Regions from separate parts of the Arabidopsis thaliana genome. Here region 1 is linked to region 2. The links are chromatin contacts, called in public ChIA-PET maps. All regions are on one chromosome and are shown on one strand. Each heading gives the region's core, a stretch centred on a gene start, on an enhancer-like site or on the middle of the called end of the contact. The rest is flanking DNA. Distances are from core to core; before and after follow the strand shown. Region 1 holds the start of AT2G09990 (Ribosomal protein S5 domain 2-like superfamily protein). Region 2 holds the start of AT2G09795 (a long non-coding RNA gene).

Evidence for each region. ChIA-PET counts read pairs in DNA pulled down with a chosen protein or histone mark.
Region 1: an H3K4me3 ChIA-PET map of shoot shows a contact between it and region 2, with 5 times the contacts expected there. The contact joins the promoter of AT2G09990 here to the promoter of AT2G09795 in region 2. A contact is called at or near these places in 8 of 26 Hi-C or Micro-C datasets (callus, cotyledon, leaf and 2 more), 2 of 2 datasets of contacts at active chromatin or transcription factors (seedling and shoot) and 1 of 3 other capture datasets (seedling).

What each region holds. Positions count from the first base shown.
Region 1 is chr2:3,776,560-3,783,679 of TAIR10.1, reverse strand. It overlaps AT2G09990 (Ribosomal protein S5 domain 2-like superfamily protein), which reads right to left and starts at 2,352. Exons shown (of 1, transcript NM_126785.2): 1 at 1,345-2,352. The coding sequence starts at 2,238. The coding sequence ends at 1,798. It overlaps AT2G09970 (DUF1677 family protein (DUF1677)), which reads left to right and starts at 2,989. Exons shown (of 1, transcript NM_126784.1): 1 at 2,989-3,688. The coding sequence starts at 3,008. The coding sequence ends at 3,508. It also overlaps the pseudogene AT2G09960, the pseudogene AT2G09992 and the pseudogene AT2G09994.
Region 2 is chr2:3,670,672-3,677,884 of TAIR10.1, reverse strand. AT2G09795 (a long non-coding RNA gene) reads left to right here and starts at 5,119. Exons shown (of 2, transcript NR_140605.1): 1 at 5,119-5,679; 2 at 5,760-7,213. It also overlaps the pseudogene AT2G09800 and the pseudogene AT2G09810.

The sequences.
Region 1 (7,120 bases), core at 1,103-3,602, 110 kb before region 2:
TCCAGTTCTCCATTTCATCACAACAGAGGTATATAACAGCGCAAAGAGCTTCATGAGTAGCTGATAAGTCATCCAACTCCCCGATAAGATCTATCAGAGCCTTGAGTGCTACTGAGTTCCCTATGATGATCTTGTTAGAATCAATGTCTAAAAGTGACACTCAAGTCAATGTAGCGTTTCTTCTTGTCACAACTGACTTCTGCTTCATAAACTTTGCAAGCACAGGGATCACTTGATGGTTTTCAGCAAGTAGTGTTTTATTCTCCTCGAAAGTCGACATGTTGAACAATGTTGTGACGATATTCTCTTGAAGCTCGGGATTCGAGTCTACCTCATCGCCCAAAACAGAGAGCGGAGTGAGTAACCTGGTGATCGAATCAGAAAGTTCCTTGATAAAGAAGTCACGGACTTGGACAAATTTCGAGGATTGGAGGGCAAGCTCTTTTGCAGCTTCTGTCTGATCTGCAACCGAGGAGGAAGGAGAGGAAATCCGCTGAAGCAACAATTCGATGCCATCCGTGAACAGCTCCGTTACTATTTCAATATCAGATGGTTTTGGGGCTGGCCGATCATATTTGCTATTGCTAACAAGACACCATCGCGTAATCAACTCATTAATCAAATGGTTGGGCGTCAAACACACTCGATAGAGGACTTGTTTGGATTTGGGACATGTACGGTTATGGTTCATACACTCTGTGATATATCTCTTTTCATAAGTTTGAAAACAACAAGTAAAGAGCAAAATCAGCACAAACACCATATCTTTGTGTATACGCATTTATGTGTAACTCTGTTTCTTTACCTATATGAATCATGATACTGGGTATAAAGAATATACCAACTCATCCAAACACTACTTTGAAGATGCATATGTCTTCGACAACACTACAACCGCAAACCTAGATTCTCGGATTGCTTGTATGAGCTCGGGACTGATCATTTGGCCTCTCTCGATATCATTATCCATGAACGTGCGTATTCCCTTGTTCCGGAATTCCTTCAGAAGGTGACTGAGAAAGGTTCTACGGACGTCTTGCCCGCTGAAGCTTGGGAACACATGGTGTCTCCATGGCAAGGCTGCAATGAAAAATGTGCAGAAATTGCCATGACAAAAACTCAAAAGGGTTGACTTTTTGCTTTACGGATACAAGAGCTTTCACTACGGAAGTGGTGGAACGCACAAAGAGCATAACATTTTGCAACAAGTCAAAAATCACGTCGAAGTAGGAAAAAACTTAGTAGAAAGATCTTTTCGGTTATTAATTACTCGATTTTTGGATCAAAAGTTATTTGGTTCTTTGATTATCGGTCAAATTCACAGTCCCAGTTTCTGATCTTGTTCACAAACAAAAAAAATCGTACCAGGAGAGGTAACAAAAGACTAACAACAATACAACTTGCTTCCAGTGAATAAGTACACAAACGTTACGACTTACGAGATACCAACTCGGAAACAAACTGTAACCAAAATTTACGCGAACCAATATAACAGAGTAACAGACCACTTTGTTAGACGATATTTGATCAGCTATGGCTAAGTAACATCAAGTCACAGCCTTCTTATAAACCCAAGAACCTAACTTTCAATCCAACTATGCAGATGCAATACATCACAGGCAAGAAATAAGAAGCAACGAAATGAAGACAAAATCATATAAGACATAAGTTCTTGGAGAATCACAGTTATCCAATAAATCATAAAACAGAAATTCTAAGAGTCTCACAAGTCCATAATCAAAAACTCCAAAAACCTTGAGATGAATCGAAATTGAAAAAAAAAAAACCCAGCTTTGTTTAACGGTAACTCTTCTGGTAACGAGAACGAGCACCACGACCACCAAACTTCTTCGGCTCACACCTCCTCGGATCCGCCACAAGCAGAGTCCTATCATACCTCACCAAGATATCTTTAATCTCCTTCTTCGACTGCTCATCCACATACTTCTGGTAGTACGCAACAAGAGCCTTCGCGATACTCTGACGGATGGCGTAAACCTGTGATGTGTGACCACCACCGTTGACACGGATCCTCATGTTCACACCTGCGAAACGGTGCTTTCCGAGGAGAAGAATCGGCTCGAAGATCTTGAATCGGAGGATCTCTGGCTGGAAAAGCTCGATTGGGCAACCGTTGAGCTTAATTAAACCAGATCCACGCTTGCAGTGAGTGACGGCCACTGCGGTCTTCTTCCTTCCGAAGCATTGCACAGATTCAGTAGCTGGTTGTGTCGCCATGGTTAGGGTTTCTCCTTGCTTTTGCTCTCTCGTCTGCCGCTAAAATGAAACCTAACGCAGAGAGTCGGATGAAAAATGCAAAATATAGGCTTTTATACCAAGACATTAAACTAGGGCATCCTCTCTAATACGCGGCGTTTTGATAAAATGTTCAATAAATAAAATAAAACTAAAAAATTAAAATCAATATTCCACGTCACTAGTTACTACTATCGTCTCTCTTATAAAACACCAAACATTGCTTCTCCTTCGCCTGCACTACTTCTTCTCTCATTTTCTCTTCCTCATATATTTCCAAAACAATACTTTTTTTTTTCTCTCTTCTGAAGTAACGAGAGATTCGAGTGAATTTTTATGAACTTCTAATGTTTTTTCCGTGAAGTAAATAGAAACGGTAACTTTTTCTATTTGTTTTCAAGAAAAGCCAAAGATAAAAAGCATTTTTAATACTCTGTTTTTGCAATGGTTTTGTTTTGTGAAATTTTTCTCGGAGATGAAAGTAATTTAGAAGACAGAGAGTGGCAAAACGAACGTTAAAAAAAAAAAAATGTATTCCAATTTCTTTTAAGAATCCCTTTTTAAAAACCATTTCTCTGTTTCAGAAACAGAGACAAAACAAAGAAGATATATCACAAGCTTATTGCGTTATCTTCTCATCTTCTGCTACTGATAAAACTTCTCCTCTTGGTTTCTTTATAGTTTCTTATGTTGAAGTAAGAATCAGATTGTTGATCGAAATTTTCTCAACAGGGTTTTAAATCAAGAAACCATGTCTGATAGTGTACTTAGTGATCCAACAATGTTAATTTCAACACCGGATGTAATAATTATCTCAACGGTTCCGGTGACACAAATATCCAGCGATGAGCTAGATTCGGTGACGTGTGACTGTTGCGGATTAACCGACGAGTGTACAGAATCGTACACAGAGATGATAAGAGAGCGTTACATAGGGAAATGGATCTCTGGATTTTGTTCTGAAGCTGTGAAGTACAAAGTCATGAGAACAAAAAGATTTTTAACAACAGAAGAAGAAGCTATGGCGAGACACATGAACAAGTGTAATAAGTTCAAATCCTCAAGCCCACCATCGAATCTGACAAGACATTTGATCTCTGCGATGAGACAGATCTTGAGAAAAAGCTTAGATTCACCAAGAATGCTTAGATCTATGCCTAATAGTCCATCTAAAGACGATCAAGATAATCATCATGATTGTGTTTCTAATGTTTTGTCTAGGTCTGATAGCTGTTTCGCTAGTTTGACTTGAAAAAGCTCATCGTTGAAAATATTGTTTAAAACCGACGGTTTAGGGACCCACTTGAATCAAATCCGGTTTTCTGATCTGAAAATTTCGTCAGTAAACCAAAAATTGGTCTATGTATGTGTTTTTGCCGGATTTGTACTTGTGGAAATTTTTGGGCTAAAAGAATAATATGGTGCTCTGTGTCTTTTATTCTTTCTCCAATTGCTAATATTCGGAATTGTGTCGCTGTGAGCTTAGTTAAACAAAAACAAAAATAAAATGAAAATATGTTTATACTATTCAATTATAATCTACTCTATTATTTGATAATTACGTTTAATAAAGTATGCATGAATTTCGCTAAAATAATAAATTTGCCATAAGGTTAAAAATTTTATGTCATGAAAAAAACCTTTTTAGAAACGCGCGGATCCTTTTGACCCAAATTTTAAAATAATGGGTCATAACTTCTAATCTTGGTCATTTAATTGAATTGTTTTTAGCTGTTCGATTTCGGGGTTTCACTTACAAAACACGCGGATCCTTTTGACCCAGATTTTAAAATAATGGGTCATAACTTCTAATCTTGGCCATTCAATTGAATTGTTTTTAGTCGTTCGCTTTCGCAGTTTCACTTAGAAAACACGCGGATCATTTTACCTGGTATTAAAAATTTGGGTACTCGCCTTTAATCCTGGCCATTGAATTGAGTTGTTTTTAGCCTTTCGATTTCGTATTTCCCAAAAAAAAAACGCGGTTCTTTTTATTCTTTTTTAAAAAAGTCGGATTCTCCGTTTAATCCTAGCCATTGAATAGATTAATTACTAGCCGTACGATTTTGTAGTTTCATGCAAAAAAATTATCTGACTATATATCAGGCAACGAATCGTATTAATTTCATTTAATTTATTGCGTATCTTCGTTTCCAGCATTCGAATATATCACTTCTCCATAATTATAGCACATCTAATATTCCATTTGGATCTTCATTTGGAATTATCTTACATTTTCCACACGTATTCCATATATACATACCCACTTTTACGGTAAATGCTAAACATTTTCCTATAATTATGAGATTTTGTGATATGGAATAAACTTGATTTTCAGGAATAATATCTTTTGCGTATTTGTTTTTTACTTAACCACTTATTCTTATAAATATCGGACCCCTCATTTCAATCTACTCACTCATCTTAGACTCATACATTCATTTCTAATTTTGTTTTTTTTAAATGATGCTCGCTAATCCTCTTCCATTTACTCCTTTGAAATCGCTTAAGCCTTACAAAAACGCTTGGCGTATTCAGGTTAAAGGGGGTGATTGGCACATGACTTCCAGGACTTTAAGAGTATTCTAAAGTCCTCACAGTTTTTTTTTCTACCAATCAAACTTTTTATGCTTTATTTTTTTTAAAGTTTTTAAAGCCATTTTTAATTTTTCTTCTTTATTTCTCCTTTTTTTTAAAACCCTCAAATACACGGTTGTTAAAACAAATGCGTAGAAAACTTGTTTTTTTCTTCTTCCATAATAATTAAAAAATCTCTACAAATTTATATATATTTTGTTTCACAATTTTTTGGATAATTTTTTTTTTTTCTCTTTCTTTTAAAAATGAAAGATCCATTTAACAAATAATCATTTTATTTTTATCATCCTTGTTGGTCTAAATAGTATTCTTCAGAATTCATATACATAAATAATAAACATAGCATGAATCAATGGTTACATACATACATACATATGTAAAGATCTCTATATAAGATATATAATTCAGTCGTTATTTATGTCATTCAATTATTTCATTAAATATTTTTCCTGTTAGCTATTTTTGTTCTTAATGAAATATATTTTAATGCTGCTTAAAACTATACAACTACTCAACCAAAAAGAATCATTCAAAAATATTATCTTTTTAAAAAAGGTTATTATTATTAGTGATAATAATCGATCAAGAATCATTCAATAACTAACAAAAAAAAAAAAAATTGAAACTTACTAAGAAAATAATTGATAACAATCTACATTTGAAATTATTATTGGTTTGTTAGAAAAAAAATAATATTTAAATATCAAATTTGTTTGTAATTAATATAGAATAATAAATAATAAAATTTACAGCTTATATAGCTTTCTGTTGCCAATCAGACTTTAACAGCTAAAGTTTTGAAAGCCAAAGTGTCTACAACTAAATTCTCTACAGCTCAAATTTTTACAGTTAAAGTCTTTACAACCAAAATTAAGAGTCGTTACCAATCGGCCCCTAAATTGCTTCATGTTTGGAGGTAATATTCTGTTAAGGCCGGTGAATCTATCGAAAAGATTTTGGTTGATGAAGCTGTACGTATTATAGTTTTAACATTATATTTTGTCCAGCCTTATAGTGTGGTCAAGCATCATTTTCACTTATTAATGATTATTTTTGTCTTATAGGGTAATAAGATGTATGCTGCTTTGAGAAGAGAGCAGATCAAGAAGTTTGAAAGGTGCTTAACCGAGGGTGTTTGGAAGATCATTACGACCATCACTTTAAATCCTACAAGTGGTCAGTATCGTATTTCTGACTTAAAATACAAGATTGGTTTTGTTTTCAAAACCATTGTCTCTCCATGTGATAGCGTCTCTAATGCTTTGTTTCTCTCCCTTGCTAAGTTTGACGTGATCCTCTCTGGGTCCGCTAACGCTAATATCTTGTACGGTTATATTAAAATTTATATATTAATTTTGACCATACATGCATTATCTCTTCTATAGTCTATATATTCATAGATTTATTCTCTTTGTCTATATAGATGTAATGGTATAGGTTGTTGATCGGTCTGAAATCCAAGATCTTAACGCTAACAACAAGTCCACCAAGAAAATCGATTTCCATTTGAGAGATCAGCAGTACTAACAATCTATATTCATATTCCTTCTTATTTAGATGTTTATTATTTATTTACTATTTACTAATAAATTTATTCTTTTCATTTAAGTGACACTCGCTTGGCATGTACACTTTGGGGGAAGTATGCTGAGATCGGTGACCAAGCTTGCCAGCAGTTAACCGATGGTATTGTTGTTTGCTTAATCCGATTTGCGAAGATCAATCTCTACAACGGTAATTATATTGATATGTACTACTACATATATGTATTGTTTTTTAAAACATGTCCTTTTTTATACACAGATAATAGGAGTGTTTCCAATTCATTTGATGTTTCACAAGTCTTCGTTGATTCTACATTGGACGAGTTGGGTCTTTTTAAGCAAAGGTAATTGTATTTCTATTTCACTAAATATATTTTCTTCTTTATAATATTAAGCACGGTATATTACCTTTATATATAGCATACCAATCGATGGGTTGACTTTAGAAAGTTCTGGATCTTTCCACAAGAGGCTCTATGCACCAAGAACTGGGGATGACGATGGTGATTATCCAAGGCAAATAATCAAGGAAGTCCTTACAGCTACTTATGTACTATTCATGAATTTATTTTATCTACTAACCTTTTATTCTTCTTTTTTTTTTTCTTTTTTTAACTTAGTTTGTGAAATCCTCTTTATATTCATTTGAAGGTGGGTAAATGCAAAACAATTTGTACTGTTTCGGCCATTGATACAGATTGGCCGTGGTACTATTTTTTTTG
Region 2 (7,213 bases), core at 3,870-6,369:
AGACCCCCATAACTCTACCACTTCCTAATCTCAACTATCGTTTATGAAACATAATAGAGCAGAGTTTAAGCAACAATCTACCAAAGCCAATAAGAAGACAAGCCAATGTCTTGGTCAAGTTTACAAATCTCTGGAATTCATAAATCAGATATCCATTTGAACGTCTTTTGGACGTTGGACGTCTATGATCGAATCTCCACACTAGCCAGCGAATACCGCATAGGGGCCAAGCGAATCCAGAAAGGATCTAACCTAATCTTAACCACCTGACTAACCTAGAGATTGCCCTAATCTAGTCCATCCTCAAGAACCCTAATCACTACTCAAGCAACATAACTAAGAACATAAACCCAGAAATTACTAAAATCATATAAAAAAGGAAGATCTAAACAAGCTACACAACATTACTAAAAGAACTAAGTGCAAAAACAAAATAGATTAAGAGTAATTAAGTTTTGAAGATTCAAGAACACAAAGAAAAACTAAAGGATAAAAGCTAGATCCTTTGGACAAATCCCAAAGTGATCTATTTATAGTGAAATGTTGAAAACCCTATATTCACTAGAAGACAAGAGACTTGAGGCGGTTTGGGCGAGTGCTCGATCTTGGGGATCGAGTAAAGAGGGTGCTGCAAAGTTTGCGCCTTTGAGTCTATGCTCCGAGTGATCAATTGGTCGAGTAGATGCTTCTTCCTCTCCTATCCGTATGCTCAAATGTCTGGTTGAGTAGGGAATGAGGATGATAAGAAGACGCTTTGATAGATCAACAAGTCTTGTAGAGTTGGTAACCCTTGGTCGAGTAAATGAGTCGAATAGAGGATCGAGTAGAAGGGGCGAGTAGATTGATCTGCTGCTTCTTCTGAGGTTGCCTTGATCGAGTAAGAGGGTCGAGTGAATTGCTGCCTCCTCTATGGCTGCCTGGATCGAGTGAATGGATTGAGTAGAATGCTTTTAAGCTCCTTCTGCACCTTAAAACACACCAAAACATGCAATATGTATGCAAGATGATCCTAAATGCCTAAGTGTGCAAAATAAGCTAAAATGGTGCAAAATGATATGATACAATGAGCAAATGCAAAGCTAAATGATGATAAACACACACCAAAAATGAGTAAAATACAGTGTTATCACTTGAGGGCAAGCAAAGGCTTACTCTGGGGAAGTTGATATGTCCTGGTTTTTTTATTGATTTCTAACATAGTTTCAGAATGGTTTTTAGAGTCTTTCTAATCTTTTTCGTATGTTTTGAGTATAGGATTTCTCGGCTTCTTCAGTTATCTTAGCTCTAAGTATAGAGAGTTTTGCGGAACACCACCGGTTACTTTAGAATCATAGTTTGAGTTCGAGAACAGTGCGATAACAATCCTTATATTAGCTAGATCTACACTTTATCTATCTCCCGAGATAATTCCTTAGACCTGACGCTTTAATCACTTAAATCTACACTTCGTTTACTTGCTTATTTGTCTTTTACATTCAATTACTTTGTCTAGCTTATTTAATAACACCATAAGTCTATTGTTTGAACATCGAGAGATCAGTGGAATTCGACCCTTAAGTGCTAACGACGATCTCTTATTTGAGGGAGTAAGCTTAAGGCAATTTGAGCTATGTCATCAGACTTGGAGATAAACCGGTGCAAGGACGTATATTAGAAGGTACTAGAGTTGGTAAACCGGTCCTTATTCCCAGGATGCCCCTAATTCCTTTGGATCGTAGATTGCCCATTAAAATGCGACGAAGGCAGTTTCCTTTATCTGTTACATTTGCAGTGACGATCAATAAGAGCCAAGGCCAGTCATTAGCCAATGTTGGCATATATTTGTCGAAGCCTGTTTTCTCACATGGACAGTTGTATGTCGCTATGTCTAGAGTGAAATCAAAGGCAGGGCTGAAGGTTCTTATTACAGAAGGTAAGGAATACAGAAGAAAGAAACAGCAAATGTTGTTTTCAAAGAAATATTTCAAAACCTTTAGTAGATTATTTCTACAGGATTTATTTAGTTTGATTATTATAAAATAAATATCATTTTGCAAAATTATATAACATGCTAATTTAGTCGTTTTTAAATTTGCAGGTTGGAATAATTATTAAAAAGCTTTTCGTTTTCCCATTTTCTTAATGCAAGCTTTTTTTAATACTAGTGGAGAAGTTTATTAATATTCTTTTTTTTTTTTAATTATGAGTTTGAAGTTTGAAGAAAGACATTTTCCAAGTATTAAATTATCAAATTTTATAATTAGCTTACATGTTAATGACATACACGAAACTGTACAAATACTATGTGTACACCTACATATACTAAATATACAATTACGTTCCAAAACGTACATACCAACTGTAGACATATATTTTTTATACTGCAAACCAAGAAAACTATATTTACTAAACAAAATATGGTTTGACAAGACTAAATATACAACATGTTTACAGATAAAGAAAATATAGTAGATTCTTTGTGAAATACACAGAATTGAGATGTAACAGATGCCCACGGGTGACCTAGTTAGATAATTAAAAGGGAGATTCTTAAGATATTTATCATATTGAAAAGACATGTATGAACAAAAATCATTGAAGATAGGGCCATGCTTATCTCTCTAATGATTCTTTATCACAAAATCTATACTATTAACTGAAAAACATTTTGTGAACTACAACTGTGAGGATATCTTTGACAAATAAATAAATAACCTGATAAATTAACAACTAATACAACTAAATAAATATTTTTGATTTGGATCCTTTATTAATTTTTTGCAAAAACAAATAACCTGATTAAATGATCCAATATATTCCGAGATTTGCTTCGTCACTATTTTTACTATGATTTGTCTACTAAACAAAACATCAAATATTAAATAACTAAATATTCAGCATCAATATATTTATTTCGAATATAAATCGAACTATTTTGTATTTTTCAATTTATTATAGATAAAACAAAAAACAATCAACATAAATCAAATGCCATTAATTGAAAAATACAAAATATTTTAATAATAAAAACTAAGTAATAATAATTATGTTATAAATATATTCCGATATTTTCTCATTTACAAACTATAACAGATTAAGTACATAGCCAAAACAAATATGCGACATACATTCTATCCAATATTTTTTTTTTTTCAAATCGAAATATGTTTAGAGATACAAGATCTTATTTGTTTTTTCCTTTATATATTATGTAAATATAAAATTATTAGCAACTAAACTAAATTCATAATAAAAATAATAATGTTTTTAATAAAATTATATTATCAATTTTGCAACGAAAAATATCATTAACTCTTTAAATGTTTCTTATTTTAATAGTGTAGATAAACTCTTTAAAACATATACATATATATAAATATATATATGTATTTATATTATGAGAACCATTTGAATGCAAACTTTAAAATTGACTTTTTAAATAACATAGAAGAGGAGCTAGCAACATGTCTACTATTTCAATTTCTTAGATTTTTTCACCCAATCAGAAGGCTCTATTTCACACCCCCTCTCACCAAGTGCGCGTTGAGCGAGTTAGAGCAATTCTATGGGTGTACCCCTTTCGAAATCATGCCTTTTTCAATCGACGCACTTCTCTCTCAAAAACACATCGCACAAGTTTTTTGTTTTTCTGTTTTCATTCTCTAAACCAATGTAAACCAAACCAAAATCAATTTTAAATACCACAACAAATGTAAATCGAATCGCTGAAGCTGCCCGGAACATTTCTAAAACTTTTTACCCTGGAACTGTAAGCCTCACTTTATTAACATGTCTCGCAAAGAAGAAGGTACACACATATATGTAGATCTGAAATAAATAAATAAATAAAAATTAAGAGGCCTTGATTTTGTTTCTCTAAGCAAAAAGGCCCAACTTTGTTTGAGTTGTATTAAAAAATGCCCAATTTTTATTTGGGTTTTGTTTCACAAATGGCCTATTTTGTTTTTTTGTTTGTTTGTTAATTATATTAAATCTAACCGATCTGATTTATTTTTGGTTGTCAGCAATCAATCCGATTTAACCGCATATAAACCGAATATCAATCAAAAACCAAAATTTTTGGTAACAAAATTAGAAACTCATTTGATCAAAAAACATGAAAGATATAACCGATCATTTTAACCATAAGTTGTCGTTTAGCTCGCATACTTACAAGTTCCTAGCGAAAATGGTACAAAAAAAACACATCTTTGAAATCTAAATCTAGTGGTTGACCACATACATCCGTTTTTTGCGAATCTTCGAAATTGACGAAACCCGTTGGTTTATTAGAAGATGTAGTCGGTTAATCTAAGTTATGTACCCATAAACATTGTAACAGGTCATAGTTACCCTAATTTATGGGCCTTCAAAGTCAGTCCATCATCACGTTGACCTATAAAAGCTTAACGCATTATGTTTTTTTTCTCTACTCATATAATCTCCTTGGCTGCAGAAAAAGCACGGAAATCATAAAATCCTAACAATGGCGACTCAACCGGCGAAAGAGTGTGTCCAACATTTTGGAACGAAGAAGACGGCAACGACCGTCACCTACTACAAACATGGCTCGGGTTTGATTAAGCACTGAATCACAGAAATTAATTCATAAACCAAAACATAATCATTATATATACATAAAAGAAACATTTATATTTATTTACATATTTACTTTACCATTGTTTTTTTAATTCGTTTTATACTTATAAATTGAAATCCCTAAAAAAAATTCAATTATTATATTTAAAATTAGAATTCTAATTCCAAATTTCTGATTTTAAATCCAAAACCCTATATTATAAATTCTAAAGTTTTAACTTTGTGCTCAACTTAAAAATTAAATCATAAAAATTTTAATTGGCATCTAATTTTTTTTCATCTCCCTATTAAATTGTCAGAACTAAAATTTGGGCGAAACAATAATAGACAATAAAATGTTCTAAATCTTTGTGGCTACTTTAGAATATATACATGAAGCAAGAAGAAGATTCTTCTTTTTTTTGTGCAATGAAAAAGATTCTTCTTGTACTGAAAACGAACTTATGAAAATTCGTTTGAAGTATTAGTAAACCTCTAATTGAGAAAGAGGGTTTGTCCTTTCTCTTTTACATTGAATACGTTGTCGTTTACTATTGCAACTCAGAGACTTAAGCGGATTCTCAAATTTAGGGTTGCTTATCAATGAAATACACTATCAAATCTCTCTCTATTTCTATCGCTTCTTCTCTTCTCAATCTTTCACTTCTAAACAATGTTATGTTCTTTGTTGGGGATTTGAACCTAGCAGCTTCTTCGTTTGTGTCTTTGGAGTTATTTAATCCATCATCTGTTGTTTTAGCGGTGATTAGCAGGGATATAGAGTTCCTGATTTGAGATCTCGATTAGCAGCAGCTCAAGACATCTCCTTAGCTCATGTTTAAGGATGATGGCGCTCCAATTTATTGATCCCCTTTGGGTCGATCTGAGTTTATCTCACTTGATTCGTGTTCCCAGATCTAGCCTCTTAAGGACAGAGATCGGTTTTCTCTGTTGTTGATGTTCGATTCGTCCTGCGGAGTTGCAATCTTATTGGTTCAAGTCAAGGAGATTCTCGATCTCAAGCTTGTTCGTCAATCCTCTTGTTAGCGCCCTCTTCCGTTTTGAAAAGGGAATGTAAAGGATTTGGCCATCACCAACATCAGAGGAGGGATGTTTGATTGGGTACGCTCTCTAAATCTTAACTTTTTTCTCTTAAGTGGCCACCCTTTTGTAATCTCTAAATTTTAAAACTTTTCTCTCAGTGATTGGGTTTAAATGGGAGTTTTGAATCGCATGTGTTGGTTGGTATGGAGACGAGTATGTATTGAATGCGTCTTTTACTTCAAATTTTCCAATTTATATCGTATTTTGAAGAATTGGGATTGGGAATGTTTTGCGAATCAGGAGTTATGTTATAAATTTTGGGTATAGTTGCTTAAATGGAGTTTTATTTTGTGAATTCAGAGATCGTGACTGGGAAAATATGTTCAGTTTTCTGATATATTCAAGAGAAGTGTTTACAATGCTTTAAATAGATTACAAAAGAATCTTTAAGAGGATCCGATAAAATCAAATCTACAACTATAAAAAACTTGTGGAACAACCTTAACAACTTCTTGTTCCAAACTGCCTGCATATCTCGCTAATACCCTCCCTCAAGTTGGAGCATGGAGGTCTGTAATGCCCAACTTGAAACAAAAACGATAAAACTCTTGTCTTCCCAATGGTTTAGTAAAAATATCAGCAAGCTGAGACTCACTCTTGACATGTAGGAGACAAATGTTTTTAGTTATCACCTCTTCTCGGACAAAGTGGCAATCGACCTCCACATGTTTTGTGCGCTCATGAAACACTGGGTTTGTTGCGATATGAATGGCGGCTTTGCTATCGCAGCGAACATTCATCGGTTGATTGTGTTTGACTCCGAGCGCTGAAAGAATTGTTTTTAACCAAATCAATTCTTGAGTCAAATATGCCAATGCTCGGTATTCTGCTTCTTCCGAGGATCTACTCACTGTCTTTTGCTTTTTCGTCTTCCATGAGATAGGTGACCCTCCCAGCTATATGAAGTATCCAGTTACGGATTTTCTTGATAGCCTGCAGCTTGCGTAGTCACTATCACACCATCCGGACAATTGAAAAGGTGTGTCTGCTCGTAACAATATCCCCTGACCAGGATTGTTTTTCAAATATCGAACCACCCGCAAGGCTGCTCCCCAATGATCTTCTCTCGGCTTTTGCATAAACAGAGCAAGAAAGTGAAAAGAGAACGCTAAATCGGGTCGAGTCACAGCCAAGTATATCAATCTACCCACCAATCTTCTATAAGGTTCAGGGTTGTTTAAAAACGCGGACTTCGACAATGACAAGTCATTGTTTGTTTCCAAAGGAAACGCTACAGGTTTCGCACCAAGTAGTCCAACATCTGAGATAATGTCCAATGCGTACTTTCTTTAACAAAGATACATACCGGTAGAGTTTCTTGCTACTTCAATTCCCAGGAAGTATTTTAATTGGCCTAAGTCCTTCATGTGAAAGCACGACAACAAGTAATCTTTAAAATCATTCATGACCTTAAGTGAGATCGTCGACATACACTAAAACGTGAAGTGACTCTCCATTTGCATCCTTGGTGAACAATGAATAATCAGAGAGATTTTGCTCAAATTCAAATTTTTTAACGCCGTAGACAATTTGGCAAACCAGGACCTCGGAC